Linked DNA regions of Mus musculus: region 2 is linked to region 1. Evidence: chromatin contacts called from public ChIA-PET data. All regions are on one chromosome and are shown on one strand. Each heading gives the region's core, a stretch centred on a gene start, on an enhancer-like site or on the middle of the called end of the contact. The rest is flanking DNA. Distances are from core to core; before and after follow the strand shown. Region 1 has its middle 7.8 kb from the start of Gm52815. Region 2 overlaps Fam114a1 (family with sequence similarity 114, member A1).

The links. ChIA-PET counts read pairs in DNA pulled down with a chosen protein or histone mark.
Region 2: an RNA polymerase II ChIA-PET map of memory CD8 T cells shows a contact between it and region 1, with 96 read pairs. The contact joins two enhancer-like sites. A contact is called at or near these places in 1 of 484 Hi-C or Micro-C datasets (embryonic stem cells), 1 of 115 datasets of contacts at active chromatin or transcription factors (memory CD8 T cells) and 1 of 9 other capture datasets (embryonic stem cells).

Annotation. Positions count from the first base shown.
Region 1 is chr5:64,486,594-64,489,224 of GRCm38.p6, reverse strand. No RefSeq gene overlaps it. Among named protein-coding and RNA genes, the nearest start is that of Gm52815, 7.8 kb to the left of the region's middle. Within about 2 kb of position 1,309, at least 114 of the 459 cell types and tissues checked have an H3K27ac peak or open chromatin away from gene starts, as enhancers often do. A contact at or near this core is called in memory CD8 T cells, where this site is marked.
Region 2 is chr5:64,988,839-64,991,469 of GRCm38.p6, reverse strand. The region is part of intron 2 of Fam114a1 (family with sequence similarity 114, member A1); the gene reads right to left. Among named protein-coding and RNA genes, the nearest start is that of Mir574, 20 kb to the right of the region's middle. Within about 2 kb of position 1,294, at least 43 of the 459 cell types and tissues checked have an H3K27ac peak or open chromatin away from gene starts, as enhancers often do. A contact at or near this core is called in memory CD8 T cells, where this site is marked.

The DNA.
Region 1 (2,631 bases), core at 60-2,559:
CCTGGCTCTCCCTCCCCTGAGCTAGAATTACAAGCATACATCACATGGTTGGATTTTTTTTTTACATGGTTTGGGGGATCAAACTCAGGTTCTGGTACTAGATTTATTTTTAATATCTCTCTCTCTCTCTCTCTCTCTCTCTCTCTCTCTCTCTCTCTCTCTGTGTGTGTGTGTGTGTGTGTGTGTGTGTGTGTATGTGTTTACACACACACATACATGATGTGTGTATATAGGGAGGCAAGCATGTCATAGCATTTATGTGGATATCAGAGACAACTCTGTGGTGTTCTTGCTCTAAATGGAGTATTACACCAATTGCTTAGTGGGTTTCTAAATGAAATAAGAAAAGGGAACCTATTTGTGTAAGACCACACTGGTGATGTTTAGGTTGGTCATCACCCGTGTTCTGTTTCTTATTTTTAACAATGAACATGTATTCTAACTTTTGTTCACCAATGGAGAAATATAAATTATAAATAGATTATGTATATGTATATATGCATATACATGCATTATATTTATTTAATGGCTCTGGGGATTGAACTTAGTTTCACTACTGCTAGGTGGCATTCTAAGTTTAGTTTTATTTCATGTGCATTGGTGTTTTGTTTGCATGTATGTCTGCATCAGGGTGTCAGATCTTGGAGTTACAGACAGTTATGAACTGCCATATAGGTGCTGGGAATTGAACCTGGCTCCTCTGGAAGAGCGGTCAGTAATCTCAACCAGTGAGCCATCTCTCCAGTCCCCCTAACTTTAATTTTTAAAGAGTTCTTTGAAGTCAATCCATTCCCGGAGCACCAGAATGGAAGCAGAGTGTGCGGCGAGTCATTTTTCACGTGCACACTCCTGGCCCAAACAATGAGCTGCTGCACTCTGCAGCTCAGCTCCGAGCATCAGCAGTCATCTTGAGAGTCGAAGCAGAGACCCTGTGTATCTTGGATGCTGCTATTACATTGCACAATCCTCTACACACCGCAGCAGTAAGAGGGGAACCCAGGCTTCGTACCAAAAAGGTTCACACGCTCTGATATTCACATTCTAGTTTCACTTTGACTTGAAAGTCACACAGAAACCAAATGATTAAATCTGCATTTCCTTTGAACTCTGTGTAGATGGTGAGGTAGGGATTCCCCTTGTAGCTGACATTCCTTACCAAAAAGGATTCTGGAGGCTCTTGGCTCTGAAGCTGTCAGCTGCCTTGACACCAGCCCGATCCAGCGGAATTAGACACTTCCTGTGTTCTGTGGGATTTCACAGGTCTCTGTGCAAGCTCGCACCTCTGTAGCAAATCATGGTTGCTTTCAGATCAACAGTTAGTTCTCACAGTTCTCCTGAGCAAGAGAGAGGAAGTGAGAGAGAGGCTTGCAAGCTCTTGCTGCAGTCCTTTTTAATCTATTGAAGACGGGGAGGTACCAAGGTGTGAGGTCGGCTCTGTTTTTCTCACAGCGGGGCGTGGTCCTCAGAGCATGGTCTGCAGAGCATGGTTCTCAGAGCGGACCTCTAACTCAAGGCTTTGATAGAATGGCCCTGTGTGTGTTGTACTTAGTAGTGCCGAGATGTTTGCAAGCCAATCGTTTCGGTTAGATTCCTCTTATCATAGAGACTTCAGGAGAGTTTAAAAGTGTGGATGCAACCTCGAAACAGGGCTCCCTCCCTTCTAGTCCTGCACATTACCACATTCTTCTAAGCTCCAGACTTCATGATTGTTGATAGTGTTTGCTACTTAGAAATGAGCAAGCTTGAAGGTTGCTGAGGATGAACCTCCTCCTTCATAATCAGCTTTGGACGCCATCTTGCCTCTCTGTTTTATAAAAGGGGGGAAACATCATAATTGACCTTCTTAGGCATGTGGAAATGGAGAGAAGATATCAAGTTGCCCCCAAGATCTAAGATCCCACGACGGGGGACTATGGATTAGACATAGGTGAGAAAGGGGGACATAGCATGCTTTCTTGGGGTCCAGGCAGGGAAGACCTTCCTGCTTCTGCTAAAGAAAGCATGGTTATTCCTTATACTTGCTTAGTTTTCTTTCTTTACTTCTTGCTAATCTGTGCTGATGCATGATTTCAGAAAAAAAAAATGGGGTGAGAGTCATATCTTTGGCCATGGGGAAGAGAGACTGTCTGAACTACCCAAAAAGATCCCAAGATTGCTGGAGGCCTTTTGGTAAGGAACAAAGACTTGTTACTGTCTTCCTCTTGAAGAATTCATCTAGATAGGCCTGTCAGTCACTCAAGCAGGAAAATGCCCCTTGGGAAAGCTCTCTGCCCCCAGAGACTTCAGAAAGTGCTATGAGTCACACTAAATGTGTAGCTCCTTGTAATGGTCTCTCTGGCCATTGTCTAGTCTCACTCTGTGAGAGTGTTTCCAATTACTCTGTAATAAACCTTACCTATAGCATCTACAATAGGTCAGTTGAGATCACAAGAACCAGGGAACCATTGGGAAGCCGGGGTGAGGTCCTGGAGATACTTCCATCTCCACACTGGTTACTAATCCGTCAGTCTCTGTCTGTGGCTCCATCCTGTTAGGCTGTCGTTCTGAGGAACCTGTCCATCTCTTCTAGGTTGTTCGGCTTGTTGAAGATCCTGCTCACCCCAGTCTCTTAGGCTTTGTGATTCTGCAGTA
Region 2 (2,631 bases), core at 45-2,544, 500 kb before region 1:
CAGCATTCTCCTGGTTTGAGTAAGGCCCAAGTTCCACTCCTAACACTACCATCACCACCACCCAAATGACCACATCATTTACTGAGGCTGGAGTGTGGCTCTGTCACAAAGCATCTGCCTAGTTTGTGTGAGACCCTGAGTCAGAGCTCTGGGAAAATAAACTATTTAATTTAGGCGAACCAGTTCAAAACTATAGGTACAAGGTAAATATCTAGAGGGGTCTGTCAAACACAAGGACCATTCACATGTAGGTGGAAATATATATATATATATTTCTGTGTTAAGATCAAAGACCAATCTGGAAGTCCCATCCCCAGGAGAGATGAGGAATCAGGTACCGTGTAGATCTCATACCGGGGATGCCTGTCATTAGACCCACGAGACCAGGTCTTCCTTAAGTCCTGTAACTCACAGCACAGATAACCTGTCATAAGGATCCTCAATGCAGCAATGAGGCTGCAGGTGTCCTGCCTGGGTGCCTGCTGCTCTGTCAGAAGGTCAGACTCGCAATGGCCTCAGTTATTTCCAAGTAATTTTCTTTCCTCATGAGTAAACCTTTTCCAACTCTAGGAAGATTTAAAACTTAAATGTGGAAAGGCTAAAGCACCAAAGCCACGCTATTAATGCTTTTTTGTGCACATTTGACCTTTTCTGTCCTACTGATATTTATGAAAGTTAACAGGGTCACAAGGTTTGAAAACCAATTTACAATGACCAGCTGAATTATCACATCACAGACTTTAGCTGAAATGGCCCACATTTAGGAATACTGTATTAACATTTAGGTCTTTAAGCCCACTTTATATATTTAATAGCTTGTATAACAATTATGAAGTACTCAACAAGGTTTTGTAATCTATAGATGAGGCACTTGAAAGGAAATAGAATATATTACAATTAAAACATTCAAGTCAATAGGAAAAAAAAGAATCAAATATTAAACAAATTTCCCTAGAAAACTGCTGCTCAATTTTGCTAGGCTTATATATAGAATTATGATTTTTGGGATGAAGAATTGAGTGTTTAAAATTGCAGTCTTAATAAACTAAACACTAACTATTTAAATCAAATTAAGCATCTAAGTAGATCTCCTTTTTATACAATACACACATCAGCTTACACCAAAACCCATCTAAACCCAAATTGAAGGATACCCAAGCCAAGGGACCATGGGTTCATTCTTCTGTTGTCATGGGAACAGTGTCATCCTTTTAGTTACCACTATCCTTACCACCTGACACTGCCCCACCCTGGGCTGGTTTGAGGTCTCTTGGCTTCCTTTTTCTCCCAACAGTGACTTCTCACATTTAACTATGCCCACAGTGTCTCCACCACAGCACCTCAACAGGAACAAGGGGTTTCTCTCAAACCTCTCAGCTTTATGCTCCATTATGTTTCTTCTCCAACTCTTCAGCATGATGCTGATCTTCTGTACCCACTCCTGTCATCACCTCTCCATCAAAGACAGCAAGAGTCCTCCCGCCACCACCTTATGAAGCCATCTGCATCAAAGTCACAGTGACTTCCTTGTTGTCAAGCTACAGACTCATGTTAGGCTTTCATTGCCTGAACTCTCAGTAGGATTTGAAACTTAACAGATTTAGATTTAAAGCACTCTAGTTTCATAGCATTGGTGCCCGTTCACTCTTCTTTACTATAACAAAATATCAGAGGCAGGCACATTTTATAAGGAAAAAGTGTTTACTGAGTTCACAGTTCTGGAGACTTCAAGGCAAGCTCCAGACCTGGCTTGGTTCTGCTGAGGGTCTCAAGGTGGATGCTGTCCCAGTAGTGGGAGCTCATGAGGAAGGAATTACATCTCAAAACAGGAAGCCAGAGAACAACTACTTGCTTAGGCTCATCCTTTTAACAACCCATTCTTGTGAGAGCTCAAGAGTCTCACAAGAGGCACCTTAATCCTTTCTGAGGACAGCTTTCCCAGGAACCCTAGGAATGCCCACTGGGCCCTACTTGCCAGAGGTACAGTTTCCCAATATCTCTGCACTGAGAACCAACCTTCTAACCCCATCCCTTAGGGAGCCAACTCAAACTATATCCAAAGCACAGCACTGCCGCTGCCCTATCTTTCCATTTTTACTTACTGTCAGCATTCAGTATTATGACTTCGGTTATTTTTAGAACACTCTTACATACATAGTATGCTATTATGTAGGCTTCTTAGATTAAGCTACAATCTGAGAGCTGTCAGCATTCCAATAAAATATGTACAGTCCAGGTCAGCAGGGCATTCTCATTAGGAAACCCAGGCTCCAGAGGCAGCCGTAATAAGCAATCCTATTATCTCTGCCTCCATTAACAGCTGATGGTTGGCTAATTAGCATTCCAAATTGCAGGAATATATTTTAACTGGTGAACACAGCAAACTTTTTACTAGCATCCCCAAATATCTGAAAAAAAAAAAAGGTCTTCAAGATTTGTAGATGGTTAAATACATCCAAGAGAGTCTTCATGTCTTGGCATGGCCAGGCACAAGGGAAACTTTTTCAGCCCAGCAGGATGAATGAGTGGTTACAGGTGCCGCTGCCAATCCTGATGAGTTAAGTTTGATCCCAGGAGCCATGTGGTGGAAGGAGAGGATTGACACCTGCAGGTTACCTCTGACTTCCACAC